Regions from separate parts of the Mus musculus genome. Here all the other regions are linked to region 2. The links are chromatin contacts, called in public HiChIP or PLAC-seq and promoter capture Hi-C maps. All regions are on one chromosome and are shown on one strand. The core of a region is the stretch at or near the end of the contact, and the rest is flanking DNA. Distances in the headings are between cores, read along the strand shown.

Region 1 (3,662 bases), core at 113-2,612, 1.6 Mb after region 2:
TTTTTTTTTTTTTTTAAAGATTTGTTTATTTTATGTATGTGAGTACACTGTTGCTTTTCTCAGGCACATCAGAAGAGGGCATCGGATCCCATTACATGTGGTTGCTGGGAATTGAACTCAGGACCTCTGGAAGAGCATTTAGTGCTCTTAACCACTGAGCCATCTCTCCAGCCCCTCTTCTCATACTCTTAAGGTAAGCAGTTTATAGACTGAGCTAGCTCTCTAGCCTTCCCTCTAGGTATCTTTGTGAAGAAGTGTAATATCCCTACATAGTAAGTGAAGGGATTAGACTGTCAACTTTAGAAAAGCTAATGTTTGGTCCAGTGCAACATGTCTGAAGAAACTAGGATCTGAAACCAGGCAGGTTGGCTCTTCAATATTGCTTTTTCCTTATTTGGCTCCAAATCGCTCCCTTTTTTTATTGTATCTGGGAGATAAATGGAAGTTTTCCGTGCCAGAAGACTAACAAGGGGAGGCAGAGCTGCTGAGGACAAGCTGCATTGGATCCCTCCTCGAAGGTGGCTGCCCACTGTGCTTCCTCCTGAGGCCTCACTGGCTGTTGGCAGGCAGACTTCACAGCTCAACCTAGCCTATCTGAGGTGGCCTCAGTCAGAGGCACTTAGAAAGACCACCTGTCCCAGAGAGGACCAATGGTCAGGTTGACATGGCATTCTGAGGGGAGGAGTTTTTGGCTGGGAAGTACCTCAGAGTATTCCCTTTGCTGTTTAGAATAGCCAGAAACCTTTGATGCTTACAGCTCTCTACAACCCTGAAGCATACATCCACATAAAGAAAGATCAAGGCCGGGCAGTGGTGGCGCACACCTTTAATCCCAGCACTTGGGAGGCACAGGCAGGCAGATTTCTGAGTTCGAGGCCAGCCTGGTCTCCAGAGTGAGTTCCAGGACAGCCAGGGCTAAACAGAGAAACCCCGTCTCGAAAAACCAAAAAGAATGATCAAGGTCCTTACTTTAGGTGTCAGAGTCCTGGTTTTGACAATAGGTAAATGACAAGATCCACAGACCAAGGTACCCTAAGCGCTCTACTTCTCTTCCACCCTTAGCAGGCTTGAGCCGAGCAGGTCTAAGCCTAGAACACTGTGTTCCCGCCCCTCCCCACATGCGACAAATGCTCCCCTGCTCCCGTACTTACAGTTTGCAGGGTCACAGACATGGCTCTCACGTCTGGCAGAAGCTGGGGCTTCAGAGCAGGGTTGGCAGTGAAGAGTTCTGAAGGACTAAACTCTTTGACCCCTCAGAGGTGGCTCTGGTCTCCTCAGCCTCCAGCAGCGTCTGAAACACACTTCCACTGCTGTTGCTTGCTTGCCGGCCTCACTTCCACTTTCATTTCTGTGAATTCTGCTTCTGAGCATACAGCCCCACCCTTGGGCGGAGCCTTCCAAGTCATCAAATCTAACTACCCAGTCAGGCATGTGCTCCTGGGACCGCAAAGGGAAGACTTTCCCAGGCAGCCAGTTCTAGCATAAACCATGGTAGGATTTTTAAGACTTCCAGACAGACAGGCTCTCAGTACTGCAGCTCTAGCTGGCTTCACACCCTTGAGATCTGTCTGCTTTTGCCTCCAAAAAGCTGTGATTAAAGAACTGTGAGTCACCCTGGAGGCAGAGGCAGGCGGATTTCTGAGTTCGAGGCCAACCTGGTCTACAAAGTGAGTTCCAGGACAGCCAGGGCTATGCAGAGAAACTGTCTCCAAAAAACCAAAAAAAAAAAACAAAACAAAAAAAACCTGTGAGTCAAGTGGCGGCGGCACATCTTTGATGCCAGCGTTCAAAGAGGCAGGTGGATCTCTGTGACCAGTCAAGCCTAGTCTACAGAGTGATTTTTCAGGGCAGCCACAGGTACACAGAGAAATCCTACCTCCAAAACCCAAAATATAAAGGGTTCAGCTGTTGAGTACCAGAGGACCCAGGTTCAACTCCCAGTATCCACATGGCTATTGGTAACCTTTTTCTTTTAAAAAAGATTTATTTATTATGTGTAAGTACACTGTAGCTGTCATCAGACACTCCAGACCAGGGAGTCAGATCACATTGCAGATGGTTTCGAGTCACCACGTGGTTGCTGGGAATTGTACTCAGGACCTTCGGAAGAGCAGTCAGTGCTTTTTGTTGGTTTTATTGTTTCCGAGACAGGGGTTTTATCTGTGTAGCCTTGGCTGTCCTGTAACCATGCTGTCTTGTAGACCAGGCTGGCCTGGAACTCCGAAACTCGCCTGCCTCTGCCTCCCAAGTGCTGGGATTAATGGCGTTGAGCCACCACTGTCTGGCGCAGTCAGTGCTTTTATCCACTGAGCCATCTCACCAGCCCAACTAAAAAGCCCTTTTATTTATTTATTTATTTATTTTTTATTTATTTTTTTTTTTTTAAGATTTATTTATTATTTATTATATGTAAGTACACTGTAGCTGTCTTCAGACACACCAGAAGAGGGCATCAGATCTCATTAAGGATGGTTGTGAGCCACCATGTGGTTGCTGGGATTTGAACTCTGGACCTTTGGAAGAGCAGTCGGGTGCTCTTACCCACTGAGCCATCTCACCAGCCCCCTTTTATTTATATGAGCACTCAGTAGCCGTCCTCAGAAACACACCAGAGTTGTGAATCAGATTCTAATTACAGATAGTTGTGAGCCACCATGTGGTTGCTGGGATTTGAACTCAGAGCCTCTGAAAGAAGTCAGTGCTTTTTTTTTTTTTTTTTTTCGAGACAGGGTTTCTCTGTATAGGCCTGGCTGCCCTGAAACTCACTTTGTAGACCAGGCTGGCCTCGGACTCAGAAATCCGCCTGCCTCTGCCTCCCGAGTGCTGGGATTAAAGACGTGCGCCACCTTGCCTGGCTAAGTGCAGAGTTCTGAACTGTTGAACCACCAGTGTCTCCAGCCTCAGGATTTCTTTTTTTTTTTTAAAGATTTATTTATTATTATTTGTAAGTACACTGTAGCTGTCTTCAGACACACCAGAAGAGGGAGTCAGATCTTGTTACGGATGGTTGTGAGCCACCATGTGGTTGCTGGGATTTCAACTCTGGACCTTCGTAAGAGCAGTCGGGTGCTCTTACCCACTGAGCCATCTCACCAGCCCCCAGGATTTCTCTTAATGAATCTTTCACTGAGTCATTTAGCACTGACAAGACAGAAAGTACCCTGGACAAAACTCCTTAACCCTGCACTAGCCAGCACCTGAAGTTGTTCCCTTATGCTTCAGAGATGGTGCCACAATGCAACACTGGCTGGCCTCAGCCTCAGAGATCCACCTGCCTGCCTGAGTACCATCCACATACTTGTATTTTCTGAATGTGTCCATGTGGTAAGGGGTGGGAGTGGCTTCACAGCAAGGTTTCACTATCACCCTGGCTGTCTGAAACCTATCATATAGACTGGCTCTGTCTACCAACTGCAGTAGACCAGGCTGGTTGCAAACTCCCTGCTTCTGAGGACACTTGTGTTTCTCATTGAAAATGCCAGGAACATAAACGCAAGAAACTCAAGAACGAAGACCAAAGTGTGGACACTGTGCCTTCTTAGAATTGGGAACAAAACACCCATGGAAGGAGTTACAGAGACACAGTTTGGAGCTGTGACGAAAGGATAGACCATCTAGAGACTGCCATATCCAGGGATCCATCCCATAATCAGCTTCCAAAC
Region 2 (4,168 bases), core at 1,599-4,098:
TTCATTTTGTCTTTGTAGATGGACTCTCACTATGTAGTCCTGGCTGGTCTGCTACATAGACCAGGCTAGTCCTGAACTCTCAGAAATCCACTTGTCTTTGCCTCTGGAGCACTGGGATCAACGGATTGTACCAACTGGTGCAATTATAGGTAGAACACACCTATAATTCCAGCACCTGAGAGGCAGCCGCAGGTGGATCTTGGTGAGGCCAGCCTGATCTACAGAGTAAGTTCCAGGGCAGCCTGGGTAACACAGAGAAACCGTGGGGTGGGGTTGGGGGGAGTGGGTGGTGGTGGTGGTGTATTGCACCACCACACCCTGCTCAAAGTAGGTATCAATGACTCCAAAGTTCATACTTTCCCAAGGGTGATGCTGTCTCCTTCCAAAAACACTTACTCTGCTTTGATAGTTAACGGAAAATGCTGGTTCTATGCATCAGAAGGAGCTCCTGACTAGGTCCTTCATTTGTCACGTGCCACCTGCAAACTACTTCATTTTCACGGACCCCTCGATTTGGCATACTAATATAATTTGCTTACTCAAACCATATCCTGTAATAAAACACCCCCCCCCGGGGTGGGGGGAGGTCACCCCTAAAGATTTTGGGAAAAGGGAGCTATCACTCTGTGGCACCACAACTAAAACAAAGAACTTCCTGGCAAACAGGATTTTCTTGGTTTTCATGCTTGTGACTGAACACCAGGGCCTGCAATATGGTGAGAACGTGCTCTATGGCCAAACTAGATCTCAAGTCTTGGCAAAGTTTTGTAAACTGTGGTTTTTTTCAGCATACAAACCTATTAAAAAAAAATAAAATAAAAATACTGACATCGGTTGGGGCAACATTTTCACAGAGAAAATTAGAGCAATTATAGAATGAACAAAGAAAAAGTTGGACTTCCACTTCTGAAGGGACTTTCACACTCAGCCCTCTCATCTGAAAGATTTCTCCCTCAAGAGGCCTGTCCTGTGTTCCTCCAGTGCCTACTTCCTCCTTCTCAGCTCTTCCATTCTTGGGAATAGCTGTCTTAAAGGAGGCTGTTACACTGGATCTGCTGTGAATTACAACCACAGAACAGTCGTGAAATCAAGGCTGGCAAGCTTTCTTCTCTGCCACATTCTTGTGATTTTTGTTCCCCCCCATGCTGGTGAGAGAACAAGAGGCTGGATTTTTTTTTTTAAGCCTAAAACTCACCACAGTCAGATTACTGATCATTTAATCCTTTGCTCAGCCATCTTTAAGACAGAGGAATAAATAGAGTGTAGCCAAAGGTTACAAACTTCTATCTTCATCTCAACTTTAACTGGGGCTAGGGGGAAGCTAAGAGCTGCCGGCTACAGCTAATGGCAAGTTGGCTATAACAAAATCTGGCTATAAAAACCAAACTACCACCAGGCAGTGGTGGCACACGCCTTTAATCTCAGCACTTGGGAGGCAGAGTCAGGTGGATCTCTGAGTTCGAAGCCAGCCTGGTCTACAAGACAGCCAGGGCTACACAGAGAAACCCTGTCTCAAAAAACAAAACAAAACAAAACAAAAACAAAAAACAACAACAACAACAAACAACCACTCAATCACACACCCACAAGTCTCTACACAAAAATATACATATGTATACATACATACATACATACATACATATTGGGTGGGGGCGTTAGAGCAGCAGGAAAATAATATGAACTTAAATACATCATTTTTCGTGACTGGCTTACTGATGTACTGATTGGAAAAACAAAGACAAATACAAATTCTCAAATATCTGGCCCATTTCTTCTTCTCTACTAACAAAAGACTGAAATTACTTATAGTAAGACCCTGACCTACACAGTGACCTGTAACAGTACTAATCCCCATACCCGAGAGACAAGAACATCACCCCAAGTTTGGAGTCAATCTGTTCTACATTGTATGCCCCAGGCCAGCCATAGCTACACAGTAGAACCTGTCTAAAAAGGCAAAACATAACGAACAAAAAACCCCAGGGAGACCCTAAAGTACAAGACGTGCAGTAGTACCCCACAAATACCACATGTTCTCCAAGAAGCAACATCAGTTTATTGAAGCTTTGAGGCCCTTCACTAAATTAACAAAGTGAAGGTACAATGAAATTGACTCTTCACCGATTATTTGAGGCAACAGACACTGAATAAATCAAAACATCACATCACTAATAACATAGGATCATAGTGAGTTTATATTTCGGACTTGTCTGGCAGTTATATTTTACAACATAATTATATGCATGGCTTGTATAGCCTAGTGAATTTCCTCATTGAGCGTGAACTACAACGAAATGTTTTATTATTAGTTTATGGCTAGTCACGTTTCTCATACACCTTTATAAGTAACGTTCCTTCTGAACCGCAGCTTCTAGATTGCTCTGCATTGTACTACTGAAATCTACCGTTCAAAATGTTCTTTTCCCCCATCGTGCCTAAAGCAAGGGAGTGGTACACTAAACAGAACTTTTATATAATAAAAGTATTGCATGTCTCCGACCCTTAATATCTGAGCACCCATCCTGGTAAGTGACAAAGACAAAAACCAATCGCTAGGTAGGATCTCAATGGCTTAGCCAATAAGAACATGGGGGTGGGGTTAGACTAAGCTCCCGGTGACTTCCCCGCACCCCAGATACCCAGCTTGTGGGAGACCGGACAGGAATTGGGCTACGATGATCTCGTTACCTCCTGTTGTGGCTGTTGTCCTCCTCGTTCTCGCAATCGCTGCAGTGCTCATGGCCGTTTCCATTCCCTTCCATCATCAGTGGCAACGAAGGTGCCGGCAGCTTCACTGCTGTCTCACTCTCATCCGCCATCTTGGGTTGCGAGAGCCGGACTCCGCGCCCCGCTACATGGAGGGCTCCTATTGGACAGAGGAAGTACGCGCTGTATTCTGGGTTTTGTAGTTTGTGTGAAGAAATCTGCCACTAAGGGTGGCTTGTTTTCAAAAAACTGTACCGATGTGGACTACAAAACCCAGAAATCATGAAGGGACGCTGCCTTGGGAGGAGCGGGCAGCAATTCCGGAAGCCCCTAGGTTCGGCCGCCCTCTGAGACGAAGGGCGCTGTACGCCTTATAGGGTGGTCGCGGGGCACGCTGGGAGTTGCAGTTCCATGTTGAATTAGAGTTTCGCAAGTAAAGGGCTTGCAAAGTCCAAGGTTTTCAGGCCGCCCTTGGTAATCAACAGGCCACAGATGAGCCGTTATCGGCTAACGTTAAGGACCGTTACCATTCCTGGGTAAGTGAAAGACACTGAGGTTCATGGCTGCGATTCTCCAGGAGCTCAAATGCCCTTACAGAGGACTTTCCTATAGGTTTGCTCTCGGCTGCCTTCCCTACTCCAGCCTTTAGGGAGACCTGGGTCTTTGGAAATCTAAAACCGAGAGGCAGTGCATTGAGGTGTGTGGAACACTGCCCCCGAGCCAAAGACTTGATTGCTTGCAGGGGAGGCTTACCATTTCTTGGCTTCTAATTTTGCACTGCGCTCTTCTTCACATTTCCCTTTGATTCTCCTCTAGAGCCTTCCATAACAAGTCTTTTTTTTTAAGATTATGATAATTACACCATTTCCCCACTTCCCCTTTCCTTCCTCTAACCCCTCCCATATACACCCCACCTTGCTCTCAAATTCATGGCCTCTTTTTCTTTAGTTGTTGTTACATATGGGTGTGTGTGTGTTTTCCTAAATATATAAATATAGCCCGTTCAGTAAGCATAATGTTGTATGCAAATGATTTCAGGGCTGGTGTGCCTGGGAAGAACTATTTCCTCCCCCATTTTTAGCCTTCCTTAATTGCCTGTAGTTCTTAGTCTGGGGTTGAGGCCTCACGAGCTCCCCTACTCCCAACACAAGACTTTAATGAGCACTTACACGCCAGGCTCTGGCGTAAGACTTTTTGTACCTGAATTCCTATAATTTTAACAAGCTTAGAATGTGTTATGCCATTATTATTCCTTTTTCACAGATGAAAAGACTGTTCCAGAAAAGTTGGTACATTGTTTGTAGGCGGCAAAATCTGTCTATAAATCTGTATCTACCTACTCTGTGCCCTCTGTAAGGCTTCACCGTCACACCAGTCACACTGTTGGATCCAGGCAACTTCCAAGGACGAATCAGTTATAGCCAGGTAAATGCAGCATCTATCTTAGAATTGCCTAAATGCT
Region 3 (4,073 bases), core at 1,032-3,531, 1.3 Mb after region 2:
CAGCAGGAAGCTAAGTTAGACCAGAGGTTCTCAGCCTGTGGGTCACAACCCTTTTAGGAGTCACCTAAGACCATCAAAAAACACAGATATTTACATTATGAGTCATAACAGTAGCAAAATTAGTTATGAGGAAGTAACAAAACATAAATGTATAGTTGGGAGGCACCACAACATGAGGAACTGTATTAAAAGGTTGCAGCATTAGAAGGCTGCAGACCACTGGCTTGGACGATACCCAGAGACCATTTCTTCCCATCTTTTAAAATTGTCTCCAAACCCTAGACTATTATTGCTCCTGACGTCATTTTTCATTTGTTTGTTGGTTTTTTGAGACATGATTTCTCTTGTGTAGCCCTGGCTGTCCTGGAACTCACTCTGTAGACCAAGCTGGCCTCAAACTTAGAAATCTGCCTGCCTCTGCCTCCCAAGTGCTGGGATTAAAGGTGTGGGCCACAACTGCCCGGCTTGTCCCTGACGTCCTGATTCACAGAACAAGAATGTCAACATCAGGGGCTGGAGAGATGGCTCAGGGGTTAAGAGCACCAAATGCCCTTCCAGAGGTCCCGAGTTCAATTCCCAGCAACAACACATGGTGGCTCATAACCATCTGTAATGGGATCTGATGCCCTCTTATGGTGAGTGTCTGAAGACAGCTACAGTGTACTCACATAAATAAGATAAATAAATCTTTAAAAAATGTAAGTGAAGAAAATATCTAATAAAAAATTAAAAACAAACAAACCAACAACAACAACAAAAGAATGTCAGCATCCTCAGACTTACTGCCGGAAGTCCTGCGGCATTCTCCTAGGACAGTGGGGAAGGAATCTGGCTCCCTGGCCAGCAACGCAACTTTACACATTTGATGGCTTATTTACTTGATATGCACAAATCGCTCCTTCCTACTTAAAAATCCTTTAGTGCGATCAAAATTTAAATTCAGTAGCAACACCAAAGAAACAAAAAGGAAACAAAGAATCTTCAGATATACATACTGTGAATTCTGCACCATTTTTGACCAGAGAAGCCTTAAAAGTATCAAAGGTAGTATTTTTCTCAGCAAGACTGATGACAAATTCAGCTGTTAAAAAAAAAAAAAGGAATTATAAATGGACTCAGATAATAATTAAATTATAAAAGAACTCAGGAATCCGCCTGCCTCTGCCTCTCAAGTGCTGGGATTAAAGGCGTGCGCCACCACTGCCCGGCTTTGTCGTCGTTTTTTGTGACGGGTCATACCCTGATACATACCATGCCCAAGCTACCCTCAGATTATCTACGTGTGACTTTGGAATTACTAATCATTCTGCCCTCACATCCCAAGCCTGAGATCCTAGGCGCCTGCCTGGCTGTCATTTACTTTTGAGGACATTCTGAAAAAGCCCAACACCACCCAACCCTGTACCTATCAAACGGAAGTGTTCCCCTCATGCTTCTAATTCACATACTCGGCCTCTCATTTTCACAAGGGCTCCGGCTATGCATATAATTACGATCTGGGCCCCGAGCCTTTCTTATTTTCTCTCTGGGTCCCCTAGTCACAGTTTGCCCTTAAACATCTAATGACTAGTATGTGAGAGATAAGAAGATGTAACTAATTTAAGAGCACGGCTCAAAGCACAAGCTCGAAGTAGATGCTGACTACTGCCTGACTGTGCGAAGACCAAACAAGATAATGTAGATGAAGAGCTACCCATAATATCTTGTGAGCTTCTAAAAATTACTGGCCGTAATTACAACCATCATCTTCGCGGGGGCTGCTGCTGCTGCTATTGTTAAAGCTATTTCGCCCCCCAGAACTGAAAAACAACAATCGAGCAGAAATTGCTGCCCCAGCCTTCACCGGCAGCTCACAGAAATGGTTTCTAATAGCTCGGACCGGATGGTTCTCAAGCAGAGGCCACCGCCACAGGTTCCCGGAGCCCAAGTCACGATGACACACACACAGACACAGACAGACAGACACACACACACACACCATCAACCGCTTCTCTCCTGCCTCCCTCACCCCCAAAATCAAAAGCCATCGGGACCTTCCTCCAGCTCACCCAGATCCTTGTCGTTGATGCCCAAGTGATTGTCCAGCTCCGTGCAAACCTTCGACACCAAAGACAGGTACTCAAGTTTAGCGAGTTCTTCCGCCGGGCCGGGCTCCGAGCCCATTAGGACCCCGGCGGCGGCCACGGCTACAGCCATGGCTACAACTTCCCTTTGGTCTCCTTCCGGCCGGCCAGAACGCGAAGCCACAGCTTCCACTTCCGGGTCGGCGCTCGTCTCTTTTGTTTACAGGGACGTCAAGTAAAGTTAACCGTCTTTGTAAGGATCAGCGAGATCTGGCAGGAAGTTCCCACAGACGGGCCAGACGCACTGAGTTACGCTGTTCGTTCAGTGGCGGCCTCTAGCGGGGGGGAAGACTCCACCCGCCTTTAGGTTTTTTTAAGGATCAATCTCAGCGCGCCTCTGTGATCCGTCAGCAGAGGGCGACCGTGGCCTGCGCGACTGAACAGCGCCTCGGAAAAGCAAGTTGGCTTGTCCTTGATCAGCTCAGTTCCTGACCTCATGGCAAGTGATCTCAAGTGACCTTACACCAGCAGACGCTAGATTCTGGCTGCTTATCTGTAAACTCGGATAATACGGTCTAAATGAAATAGATATGCAAAGTGGCTGAGCCACAGTAGGCACACTGAAAATATTAGTTGCTGTTATAACCCCCCCAAACTGCGAGTGGTCCAGCAAAGCTTATCTCAAGCATTCCTGTTGCCAAAACCCTCAGTCCTCTTAAAATCTGCTTCTCTAAATGTCAGCTGTGTTGTGAACCTGAGGTCATAAATTCAGGTGTCCCAACTTTTACTTTTCCCTTTGGCAGAACCTTGCAATGAAGATGAAGGGTTTCCCATGTCTTAGTATTCTGTGTAAAAAACAAGAAAATACTTCCTCTAAGGTGAGTAGCCCTCCCATCAGTCAAAAGACAGAAAATGAGCCCCCTCTGCTACTGTTGGCTGACTCTGTTGCACTACTGTGTCTTTGAATTATTGGGAACACTTCAGTGATAACGAGTTGCAGGGAAGCTGGGCAGGCTGGTGCTCTCCTTTAATTGAAGCACTCGGAGGGCAGAAACAAGCTGTTCTCTGAGACTGAAGTCAGCCAAAGTTACACAGTGAGAACCTCTCTCAAAATTGCAGGCAAAGGACTATCACAGTAGTTCCGTGTTTCCAGGTTCCCAAGGATTTAGTACATTGCCATCTGAGTTCCTGATGCCCTTCCCTTCCTTATAACTTACTTGTTTTTATTTCCTATACATGGTTTTGCCTGCATTCATGTCTGTGTAAGGATGTCAGATCCCCTGGAACTGGAGTAACAGATAGTTGTGAGCTTCGGTGTGAGTGCTGGAAATTGAACCCAGATCCTCTGGAAGAGTGACCAGTGCTCAGAACCATGAGCCATTTCTCCAGGACTCACTCCTTCCTTCCTTCCTTCCTTCCTTCCTTCCTTCCTTCCTTCCTTCCTTCCTTTCTCCGTGAACAGAATGAGAAAGTCTGCCCTTGATGCTGCTTGCTTATCTGCCAGTATGGAGTTAGGTTTCAGGAGTTAATTCCACTTGACCCTTCTTTCTCTACATCTCCTTGCTACTAAAACTTCATATTTCTATCCAGCTGCACTTTTAACACTTAACAAGAAGAAAGGACAAAGAGATTGGGAGCTGTTTTTTAAAGCTCTATCAGAAAAGACTCTAAATTGGACATGGCTGCACTCGATTTTAATCCCAGTACTTGGGAGCTAGAGGCAGGCAGATCTCTGTGAGTCCTAGGCTAACCTGGTCAACATAGTGAGTTCTGGGACAGCTAAAGCTAAATGAAAAGACTAATATCCCAGGTGTAAATCATGCCTGGTAAATCCCAGCACTTCTCAGGAGACAGAAAGTCAGCCTTAGTAACTACATGGTGAGTTTGAGGCCAGCCTGAGCTACCTAGCAAGAAAGACCCTATTAACAACCACACAAAAACGCTATAGAATCATAACATGTAGTCATGGTAACAACTTTCAGAATTGTTTGAGAATTGCTGTGTGTATGT

Evidence for each region. Promoter capture Hi-C pulls out the DNA fragments that hold promoters and counts their contacts. HiChIP or PLAC-seq counts read pairs in DNA pulled down with a chosen protein or histone mark.
Region 1: a contact with region 2 is called in an HNF4G HiChIP or PLAC-seq map of pancreatic cancer cells. The contact joins the promoter of Ifi35 here to the promoter of Nmt1 in region 2. A contact is called at or near these places in 1 of 39 promoter capture datasets (pre-B cells), 1 of 484 Hi-C or Micro-C datasets (B cells), 1 of 115 datasets of contacts at active chromatin or transcription factors (pancreatic cancer cells) and 1 of 9 other capture datasets (adipose tissue).
Region 3: a promoter capture Hi-C map of pre-B cells shows a contact between it and region 2, with 4 times the contacts expected there. The contact joins the promoter of Dhx8 here to the promoter of Nmt1 in region 2. A contact is called at or near these places in 2 of 39 promoter capture datasets (embryonic stem cells and pre-B cells).

Annotation. Positions count from the first base shown.
Region 1 is chr11:101,446,112-101,449,773 of GRCm38.p6, reverse strand. It overlaps Ifi35 (interferon-induced protein 35), which reads right to left and starts at 1,362. Exons shown (of 7, transcript NM_027320.4): 1 at 1,152-1,362. The coding sequence starts at 1,172.
Region 2 is chr11:103,027,223-103,031,390 of GRCm38.p6, reverse strand. Nmt1 (N-myristoyltransferase 1) reads right to left here and starts at 2,848. Exons shown (of 12, transcript NM_008707.4): 1 at 2,689-2,848. The coding sequence starts at 2,819. It also overlaps a transcript of Dcakd not described here.
Region 3 is chr11:101,731,164-101,735,236 of GRCm38.p6, reverse strand. It overlaps Dhx8 (DEAH (Asp-Glu-Ala-His) box polypeptide 8), which reads right to left and starts at 2,281. Exons shown (of 23, transcript NM_144831.2): 1 at 2,049-2,281; 2 at 996-1,081. The coding sequence starts at 2,196.